Linked DNA regions of Sus scrofa: region 2 is linked to region 1. A link is a contact called in public Hi-C data. All regions are on one chromosome and are shown on one strand. Each heading gives the region's core, a stretch centred on a gene start, on an enhancer-like site or on the middle of the called end of the contact. The rest is flanking DNA. Distances are from core to core; before and after follow the strand shown. Region 1 holds the start of CAPN2 (calpain 2). Region 2 holds the start of ASPM (abnormal spindle-like microcephaly-associated protein).

Region 1 (5,480 bases), core at 2,693-5,192:
CCTGGGTTTGAATCCTGGCTCTGCCACTTCTTATATGGGTTCTATGACTCTGGCAACATTAAGCCTCAGTTTCCTCATCTGTATAAGGGGATGGTGATGACAAGAGCACCAACCACATGAGGTTGTTCTGAGGGTTAAATGAGATGACAAGTTAAGCGTGCCTTGGTAAATGCTATAAAGGTTACCTACTACTGTCCATCGACAGCAGCATGGATAAAGAAGATGTGGTACATATACACAATGGAATATTACTCAGCCATTAAAAGGAAAGAAATAATGGCATCTTTACCAATATGAATGGATCTAGAAATTATCATACTAAGGGAAGTCAGTCAATGAGACACCAACATCCAATGCCATCACTTACATGTGGAATCTAAAAAAAGGACACAATGAACTTCCTTGCAGAATAGATACTGACTCACAGACTCTGAAAAACTTATGGTTTCCAAATGAGACAGGTTGGGGGGTGGGAAGATGCACTGGGGGTTTGGGATGATAATGCTATAAAATTGGGTTGTGATGACTGTTGTACAGCTCTAAATGTAATAAAATTCATTAAGTAATAAAGTTACCTACTATTATTATTATTGAGGAATTCCATGACACAATCACTGAATTTGGGAGCAGGAGATGCCAGTTGGAGGCACAGTTCGGCCAGCTGAGCGGAAACGAATCATAAACCTCCCAGAGGCCTTAGATGTTTCAGGATCAGACAGGGACTGACACATGGGTCCTCACTGTCCCCTGACTGGTGCCATCCTTGGATGGGGTGGGCTTTTTCCTTGCTGTGCCTCTGTATTTGGTCCTTGCCGAGGACCTCAGCCATGTCCTCTTTGGCCCCCTTTCTATCCCGGAGCCCTCTGTGGGGAAGGCCCCTCTGAGGAAGAGCAGCGCCTGAGCTCTGGGACGGGCCCCACCCCTGCCTGCCCGCATCCTCTGCTCTCACTTCCTCGGCCCGTTTGACTGTCTCCTCCCTGCTTTTCTCTGCAGTCCCTTCCTCTCTGGGGCTTGACATATGACACATGCCAACTGCTCTCATCTGAAAGTACAGCCTCTCAAACCCCAGGTCCCGCTCTCCCTGCCACTTTTCCTGCCCTCCTTTCCCAGGCACCCTTCTGAAATTGGCTGGGCACCTGCCATTTCTGATTCCTGACTTTGGCGTCTACAGCAATCTGGCTTCTACCCCATTGCAAGTGCTCTAAGTCACCGACGACTTTACAGAAGTCCAAATCCAGTGGACAGGAGTTCCTGTCATGGCACAGGGGAAATGAATCCAACTAGAAACCATGAGGTTGTGAGTTCGATCCATGGCCATGCTCAGTGGGTTAAGGATCCGGCGTTGCCATGAGCTGTGGTGTAGGTCGCAGACCCGGCTAGGGATCTGGCATTGCTGTGGCTCTGGCGTAGGCCGTCAGCAACAGCTCTGATTCAACCCCTACCCTGGGAATCTACATATGCCACGGGTGTGGCCCTAAAAAGACAAAAAGACAAAAAAAAAAAAAAAAAAAAAAAAAGGTAAATCCAGTGGACAATGTTTGTTTGCCTTGCCTGACCTGAACCCTAGCAGTGTTTGAGAAGGTAGAGGGGGCAGCTGTGAGCTGTTAGCACTAAACACCCATGGGCTGGTCACAGTCCTGGCTCCACCCCAGACACCTGTATGAGCCAAGAGTTAACCTTCCCAAGCCTCAATTTCTTCAGGTGCTAAGTGGCTGTATAACAGCCATCCTCCCTCTCGGCTGTGCAGGGCACAGCCTGACCCACCCTAAGGCGGGGCCCTAAAATGGCCTCAGACCACTATTTCCCCAACTGGAAGTCCTGCAGGTATTTCCAACCGCTGAGTGACCTGTCTGTATCCCCTCACCAGCCCCTAAAGCCTTCAGAGTCAGAGACCACATGCCCTGGTGCTGGGCATACAGTAGGTGTTCAATATATGCTTAGTGACTGCATGAAAAAATAGGCAAAGAAGTATGTAAATTCACTTCGTAAACAGTAAAGTGCTATGCAAATGTAAGGTGAATACATTCTCTCTCGTGTACCACTTTCGCAGCCATCATTTTGTTCGAGGTTCATTACAATCTTGCATTCATTCATTCCACAAATACTCAGTCTCTTTGGTCACAGATCTATCCCCGGCATTTCAGACAGTACCTGACATATAACAGGCACTCAATAAATACTGTTAAGTGAAGGAATGAATGGTGGATGGATGCCTACTGTGAACGCACTGGGGATATATTGGTGAATAATACATGGTCCCTGACGTTCAGCAGGAAAGACAAGCAAATATATATGTAACTATATTTGCAAATTGTGAACATGCTCTGAATTAGCGGGGCTGAGTGATAAGGAATAACTAGATGGTAAGGAGACTGCTAAGAATGGTCAGGAGATATCTCTTTGGGGAGGGAACATCTGACTCAATCCCCAAAAAATGAGTGAGCCAGCCTCCAGAAAGTGGGAAAAGAACATCCCTGACAGGTGAGGCAGGAGAGAGCTGGTGCCCTTGAGAAATAAAAAGGTGCTGAGCCTGGTGAACGAGTGACGAGAGGAAACCTCAGGCATCACTTCTCTTTTTAGATGAAGAAAGGAGCTAGAGGGGTTAAATGGCTCACACCCATTAGCAAGAAATAAAGTCAGCTGCCCCCCCCCCCCTCCGGCCATGAACACTTCCTACTGCACTTGCTGCCTAGGCAGTGGGTTTAGGGTTACAGCGGGTGACTGGGGGCTCAGAGCCTAAGCAGGACAGGGATGCTTCTTTTCATCACACGAGTCTTGATCTCTCAGGAGGCCTCTTAGAGGTTGGGAAGGGGAAGCCTGGCCAGGTGCCCATAGTTGGTGGGACCAGCAGGGGTTCCACTGGAAACGGGATGGATAAATTGATCCTGCCAGGGCAAGGGGGGACAGAGGCCGGATGGGGGTGGGAGGGATAACGGAGCTCGGAGGGGCCCCTGAGATTCCGGGGGCGGGGGGGGGGGGGTTCTGGGACAGAACTGGCTCCAGGCTGCAGTGTTTTCCCCGTCCTTTGCTCATCACCGCGGTAAAAGTTAAGGGGAGGTCCCGCGGGCTCCCATTTGGAAAACAGGAAATTCTGACTGGAGAAATCTACCCATCGCGACAAGAGACAGTCCTCAGTCACAAAGGCCCAGGCCGTGCGTGGCTTCGCCCCCTCCCTGAAGTAGACTTGAACCGAGTTAGTAACCGACTTTCCCGGGTTAGGTCTTGCACAGCCGCCCCCCACCCCCCGCGCTTTCTCTGCAGACTCTCCTCCCCACCTCCCACCACCTCCCCACTGGAGTCTGAGAAGTTTCCTGCGGGACCCCCTAGGTCAGCCGAGTTTTTGTGAGTTTTTGCTGGCGGGCCTGCTAGTGGGATCTGAGGGCAGCGTGCGCCTCGGCCTGTCCTGCAGGCGCCTGGGTGGCCGAGGGGACGCGGGCGACAGCGCGCCTGCAGAGTCCCGGGCTGGGCTCCGGGCCGCGGGGGCCGGCTCCCCGCGCCCCGGGCCCTGGGTTTGGCCAGCCAAGAGGCCTAGGCGCCGCGCCTCTGGGCCCCGCGCCCCGTCCGCCCGCATCCCGCCGCGGGCGCAATCCCTACCGTGGGCCGCTTCCACTCGATGCCCCGGGTCTTGCCGGAGTACGGACCCAACTCCTTGAAGCCCAGGGAAGACGGGAGGGCCGGGAAGGAGGGGTCCTGGAAGAGCGCCCCGGCCTCCAGGCACTGGTCCCGCAGCTCCGCATAGTCCTGGTTGAGGTACTTGACCGCCCTCTCGTGCGAGCCCAGTCCCTCGGCCGCCTCCCGGTCTTTAGCCAACTTGGCCGCGATGCCCGCCATGGTCGGTGCGGCGCCCGCGCTGCCGCCCAGGGAACGAGCGAGGGTCTCGGCTGCTGTGCTGTGCGGCGCTCGGCAGGGGCGCGGCCAGGACCCGGCGCGCTGCAGCGGGAGTGCCGGCGGCCGCCGCGGGCGGTGATTCACCCGGGCGGGAAGCGCCCTCCGCCCGGCGGGGCGTGGCCTGGCCGCTCCCGGCCTGCGCTGCTCCGCGCCCGGGCCCTCGTCGGCCCGCGGCCTGCAAGGCGCCGGCCGGCCGGCCGACCCACGGGGCCGGTGCCGCCATCTGCGGACGGCGCCCGGAATGGCCCAGCCGGCCTGCGCTGCGCGCTCGGGCCGCCGGTGGAAGAGTCGGGCCTCGAACCCAACCCGAGCTGACTTCCCGCTTGCTGGGGTGGAAGGCTGGGCGAAACCCCAGCCCTAGGCCGTCGTGACTTTCCAGGAAACACCCTGTGAGTCAGAAGATCGGGGACAGAGCTCCAGGAGACAAAATTAGCTCTGTAAGAAGCTAATGAAGAAGGAAGAAGTCCCTCCGCTATAGTCCCCATTTTACGGATTTGAAAACTGAGCATCAGAGGGGTTAAGTGACATCTCCAGTGTCGCACAACTAATCAGAGGCAGAACAGGGATTCTAAGTCACCAGCCGTGTGTTATAATCACGCTGCTGCACACTGTTTTTGGTGAACCCCATGATCGCTGGTAGGCTTGCCAATTTGGCAAATAAAAACACACCCTCCCAGTTAAATTTGAATTTCAGTGACCACCAATGATCTTCTGGTATAAGTATGTCCCAGCTATATCATGGGGGTATATTTAAATTAAAAAATTATTCCTTATGTGGGGGAGCAAACTTTCCCACCCCAAATTTCACTTTGCCATGAGTTGGAAACCATCAAGGCCCAGAAGACTCAGGAAGAGGCTTGTACATTCCAGGTAAGAGCCTCAAGAATTTAGATAAAAGGGGCTGTTCCCAGAACAGAGCCATCACCAGAGAGCTCTGCAAATAATCAGGGCTCCATGTGGTGGTGGTGGAGGGAGTGAGGTGGGGGAAACTCAGCAAGGCCTAGAGATCAGATTTCTCCTTGTGTCCCATTGTCTCTACCAGGCCAGCTGACATTTGTTACCAAACATTTGCTTTTCCATCCTCAAGTCAATTGCCCTCCTCCCCTTTGAAGTCCCAACCCTCTATGACCAACTTCTTTTGTCTTTAGCTGAAGACGGTATTTAAAGAGAGGGCTTTAACCATTTTGGAGAATTCCTCAGTTTTATTGGGTCTCCCCAGGTGTACGTGTTATTAAACTTTCATTTGATTCCCCCCCCTTTCTTTTTTGGCTGCCCAGCAGCATGTGGCATTCCCAGGCCAGGGATCACATCCAAGCCACAGTTGCAACCCACATCACAGCTGCAGCAAGTTGGGATCTTTAACCCACTGTGCAGGATTGGGGAGCGAACCTGCAACCAAGGACTCCAGAGACTTTGCCAATCCTCTTGCACCACACCGGGAATTCCTGATTTTCTTCCGTTAAAGTGTCTCATGTCAACTTAATTTGTTTTTTTTTTTCAGGGCTGCACCGGGGCATATGGAAGTTCCCAGGCTAGGGGTCGAATCAGAGCTGCAGCTGCTGGCTTATGCCAGAGCCACAGCAAGATGGGAT
Region 2 (5,658 bases), core at 2,586-5,085, 280 kb before region 1:
TATAAGGAAGAGAGGTTTGTGGGAAAAGGGAGATTACAAGTTCTCAGCCTTTTAAATTTTGCACAAATGTCATACTCCTTCCCAGGATCCCACTCCCCCTATTAGTTAAGAGGGCCAACAGGACTGAACATTTAATCAGTGCTGTCACATTCACCAGCAGACCCTTGGCTTTGGCCTTACGTTTCCTGAGACCACTGGAAGTGAGAGGTTCTTCAGAACTTCCTCCTCACAAGCGTTCTCAAAGTATGTTCTTAGCTGTGCCGTTTTCATTTTCTTTTTTTTGTTGTTGTTGTTTTGTTTTGTTTTGCTTTGTTTTATAAAAAACAAATGAGCTGGTGGACGTGAAAGCACTTTGTCAACAGTAAAATGCTATGCCCACATTTGTGACAGCTAAGGGTTTTTTTTTTTTAAGCATGAGGGTAAAATTAGTGGTATTTTTTCATTCAATTCACGTAAAGGTCAATTCATGCAAACAAAAAGAATTAACATACACGTTTACAAAGATTAGATACAGTTCCAAAAGCGACTGTATTAATTCACAGCAATGGTTCTTCAACCTTGGCTGCACATTGGAATCACCCAGAGAGCTTCACAAAGTACCAATTTCTGGGTCTCATCCCCAGAGACTCTCATTTAATGGGAATAGGGTGCAGCTCAGGCACTGAGATTTGTAAAACTCCCCAGCTGATTCCAATGTGCAGCCAAGGAAGGCTGAGCAGCGCTGGTTAATGGCTTCTTTAGAAGCCTCAGAAATGTGTTCTGAATTGATTTAAATTTTATGGAGAGTAGAGAACATACTTTTCTGTTTGCAGAATAGATTCCATAGAATCAACGTGACAGGAAAAATTCACAGCAGCACATTCTGACTCCTATACAAATCTCTTCTGTTAACATATAGGAGGCATCATAAACATCAAAATGCAAGAAAATGCTTCTTTTTGTCACAGTGTATTGTGGTGAAATAAAAAACAGTCTCACAGTGTTTCCTTTAGAGCATTCTTGATTTTGGCCTCAGGCAGTGGTTCTAGGTCTTGCTGGCACATTAGAACCAAGCAGGAGGCTTTAAAACCCTGATGTTCTATATGCACATTGGGTCAATTAAGTTAGAGCCACTGAGGGTAAGACCCAGACATCAGAGTTTTTAAAAAATTTCTCCACATGACTTTCATGTACCAACCACAGGGACTTGCTGTATGGCACAGGGAACTCTACTCAATATTCTGTGCTAATCTATATGGGAAAAGAATCTGAAAAAGAATGGATATGTGTATATGTATAACTGAACCACTTTGCTATACAGCAGAAATCATCACAACATTGTAAATCAATCATACTTCAAAATTTTTAAAAATAAATAAAAGGCAGAAATTGTCAAACGGGATGAGGAAAAAAAAAAACAGAAGACCTCTAACTTAATTCACTTAAAATCAAAATTGGTATGACAAGCATTTATTGAGATGAGGCCATTCATTACCAGGAACTGCAGAGAGCTTGCTTCCCACCCTCAAGAAGCACCCAATCTAGTGAAGGAGGCAACATAAGGTCATCAAAGGTAAGAACAGATGCCAAGGGGCTCCCACTGTGGCTTAGCGGGTTAAGAACCTGAAATAGTGTCCAGGAGGATGCAGGTTTGATTCCTGGCCTCCCTCAGTGGGCTAAGGATCTGGCATTGCCACAAGCTGTGGCGTAGGTTGATGATGGGGCTCAGACCTGGCATTGCTGTGGCTGTGGCTGCGTAGGCCAGCAGCTGCAGCTCCAATTGGACCCCTAGCCTGGGAAATTCCATATGCCTTGGGTGTGGTTCATTTTCTTTCTTATATATGCTCTCTATAGCCATCAGGTGAAACCCGGTACTCTGTAAACTCTATAATCATTCATAAACTGTTTGCATAGCAACTATATGCCACAGCCACCTCTGAATAAACTATCCTTCATGTACATTTCATCTGGTGCTGCCACTGCTGGTGATTTCAGGACTCATGATGCGCCCACATGCCTTTGATTATCATAATATGTTTCTTGCTAGCAAGAGTTTATCCCTGTGCTCCTTGAACACAAACAATTCAACTCAGCATTCTATCCTAAGAAGCAATTTCCTAGGGCCACTACTGCATCAGTCAGGGTCACTAAGGAAGTAATTGAAGAAACCTATAAACATAGCAAATACAGAACACAGACCAGCATCCCACAGCAAAAAGCAGGCTGAAAAAAGTGGGGATTGGAAGTGGAGGGCAAATAAAAAATATCCAGTACTGGAGATCCCATTGTGGCTCAGTGGAAACAAATCCGACTAGGAACCATGAGGTTTCAGGTTTGATCCCTGGCCTCACTCAGGGGGTTGAGGATCCGGCGTTGCTGTGAGCTGTGGTGTAGGTCTCAGACGCTGCTCGGATCCTATGTTGCTGTGGCTCTGGCATAGGCAAGCAGCTACAGCTCCGACTGGACCCCTAGCCTGGGAACCTCCATATGCCGCGGGTACAGCCCTATAAAGCAAAAAAAAAAAAAAAAAAATCCAGTACAGTCTCATTCTGGATTTTTTTTTAATTTTTGAGTCAAAAACATTGTTTTATGAAGACAAATTATGAGGGGAGGGTGTACATAAAAAAATGGATTATTAACATGTTAAAAAGAATTGAAACACTTCAATGACTTGAGCTTAAGAAGGCTTATGTTTGCAAAGTTAATTTGATGAATATTTACAGTATGAAAACAATAAATACACATTATTTGACAACTACTGTAATTCATATTAACATTTGTGCAAAAAACATGTAGGGTAGTAGTGTTCTAGTACATTAATCCTGTATTAGCCCTACAGAATTCAAAAACACCTCTATATAAAGACTTCTGTGTCAATGTTGTTAAGCTCACAGGGTTTAACCTCAGGTCAAATTGGGTGTCAGTGAATATAATTTCATATTCCACCTCCCTCATTTTGTTTTTCCACTTGGGGAGATTTCCCTTGAGCTACTTCATGTATCCGTACCACATGCACACATTTTTTCCTGAAGTTTCCTGCTGTCCTGAGAGGTAGTAGGGTGAAGGTCTGGCCAAACCGCCTGGGTGCCTCTCCCTGCTCTGCCACCTCCCAGTCGGCTTGCTCATCGGTGAGACACAGCTAAGGTGCCTTCCTTCCAGGGCTGAAGGAAAGGCCGAGATAGAGAAGCACGGGGCCTGAAACAATCCACATCAAAGAGTAATAGCTGCACTAAGCTATCATCGTTATATCAGATACTATAATTAGAATTAAAACCAAGAAGTCAAGTGTCAAGGGCGAAGCCGGTCAAAACCATCACGTCTGGACTGTTGAGAATCTCAGGCTTCATTTGTTGACCTATTTGAGCTCCCAGGACCCCGACGTCACAACCAGCAGGTAAACTTATTGAGCCGCTGCTGTGTCACTGAAATCAGCCCCTTCACACGAATAACCATTTCGTTTTCCTTATTTTCTCCCATTTGAGCCCAAAAGCCGCGGAAGAAAAGCTCAGGAATGTGACCTGGGCGGGAACATTGTAGAAAAGGAATGACTTCAACCCAATTTGCCTGCTTAACGGTTTTACCCAAGGTTGTCCCGGCAACCGCAACGACTGCGGCATTTACTGTAGAGGCTCTGGGATCTCTTCCCTTCAACAATGCCGCTCACGAAACCAAAGGGCAAATTTCTAGTCAAAGCCCCGGTTCTCAGTGGGCAGCCGAGACCCCATCACCCCGGTCGCCTACGCAGGAGAGCGACGCGCTGCCAACAACCCAACACGTTTAAATAAGGCGCCGTCTTCTCATTGGCCGGAGTTTCTGCTCGCTGATTGGTCCCTCGCGGAGGTGGGCGGTTCCGGGCGCGCCCATTGGTGGAGGAGGGAAGTTTAAACGAAGAGAAGACCGAGTTGTTTTTTCTCTAGAGTTGTGAGTGTGTGGGGCTGTTTTCTTCAGCAGTCGAGGACACAGAACGAGAGAGGGGTGTATCCGCTCCAGGAGACGGAGTGAGAGTTCCTGCAGGGCCGCCCGGAGAAGCCCCGAGGCCGCCATGGCGACCCGGCGTCGGGGGCGCGGCTGCTGGGAGCGGAGTCCTCCAGAGAGGAGGCCGCCTGCCGGGCCTCCGGGTCCCCGGGCCGAGGAGGAGGCAGCATCCCCGCCGGTCCTGTCCCTCAGCCACTTCTGCAGGTCGCCCTTCCTCTGCTTCGGGGACGTGCGCCTGGGAGCATCGCGCACACTGCCCCTGGCCCTGGACAACCCCAACGAGGAGACCGCCGACGTGAGGCTGTCCCGCGTCCCGGCCGCCGAGCAAGGCTTCAGCATCTGGCCCAGCGCCTTCGTGTTGCAGGTAGGGTGGGCTACGGGGGTGGGGGGAGACGGGATCGGAACTCACGGAGGGGACCTGAGACCTGGAAAATAAAGCCAGTTCCTTTCCTCTGACGTTGGGCGAACGAACCTCTTTTCTCCAGGGCGGAGGCGGCTGCGGTGGGCTGTCACCCTGGCGGTGAAGCGCGTCCTGAGAAGCACTTGGGTGGTCCTGTGTTTCGTAGAAGGGCTTTTCATAGACTCGGGCCTTGAGAAAACTTAAGGGCTATCCATCCACGCATCTATCCCTCTATATTTAAGATTGCCAAGAGTACGTTGGTTAGAGCAGGGTTTTTTTTGTAATTGCTTTCCGTCAGTCATTCGCATTTTTTTTTTAGGGCCGCAGGTGCAGCACATGGAGGTTCCCAGGCTGGGGTGGAATTGGAGCTGCAGCTGCCGGCCTAGCCACAGATTTAGCAACTCAGGATCCCAGCTGTGTCTGCGACCTAGACCACAGCTCACGGCAATGCTGGATCCTTAACACACTTAGCGGGCCAGGGATCCAACCCGCATCCTCATGGATACTAGTGGGTTCCTTACCGCTGAGCCCCGAGGGGAACTCTTCGGTCATCTTAAAAAACGCATTTTAGTTTCCACAGGGAAACCGACTGCATATAGAGTCAGGGTAACTACTTATTCTGGTGAGGGAGTGAGATTTGTTTTGGCTAAATGTCTATAGCAACAAAACCAAAACACTTCCTCAGGGTTGTTTTCAACAAGAGTGCACACTTGAGCGTTTTAATATTTTTCCCCCATTTGCTGTAGTATGGTTCTAATGATGTTTCAAATTTAATTTTACAAATGTTTTGTTGAGACCTTCCTGGGTAGCTTTTCTACATTGCATTGGCCAGAGTAATGCTCCCATTCCAGAGAATTTATATTCTTCTTTTGACTGCTGTGGTCTTTCCATTGATTAGAACCTCTGAAAGTGTGAAAAGAAACAACAAATCAGCTGAGGGGATCTCACTCTTTGTCTAAACAACTGCTTCCCAAGGCAGTGAGAGGTCCATTGACTTGGTCCATAAGCACTGGTTCAGCTACACTTGTTTGTAAATGTTCCCTTTTCTTTTCATGGAAAGATATAAACTTTGTTCTATCTACATAATACATTTGCTTGTTATTTTTTGTTTGTGGGACTGAAATTCTTTGGGTTTTGGCTTTTTTAGAACTACTTCCATGTTTATAAAGTAAAAGTTTACTGATCTTAGTTTTTAAAAACTTCTTTTGTTAACTATTGATTTCCCTCGGCTTCAGGTTTGAATGTGCAGACGCCACTCAACCACCAAACCACTAAGATAATACATACACACATAATGTTTACCT

Evidence for each region. Hi-C and Micro-C count contacts between places; a contact is called where the count stands out from the background.
Region 2: a contact with region 1 is called in a Hi-C map of embryonic fibroblasts, with 2.5 times the contacts expected there. The contact joins the promoter of ASPM here to the promoter of CAPN2 in region 1. A contact is called at or near these places in 2 of 47 Hi-C or Micro-C datasets (embryonic fibroblasts and heart right ventricle).

The regions. Positions count from the first base shown.
Region 1 is chr10:19,757,286-19,762,765 of Sscrofa11.1, reverse strand. CAPN2 (calpain 2) reads right to left here and starts at 3,942. Exons shown (of 21, transcript NM_001100188.1): 1 at 3,595-3,942. The coding sequence starts at 3,831.
Region 2 is chr10:20,037,857-20,043,514 of Sscrofa11.1, reverse strand. It overlaps ASPM (abnormal spindle-like microcephaly-associated protein), which reads left to right and starts at 3,835. Exons shown (of 25, transcript XM_021064478.1): 1 at 3,835-4,318. The coding sequence starts at 4,022.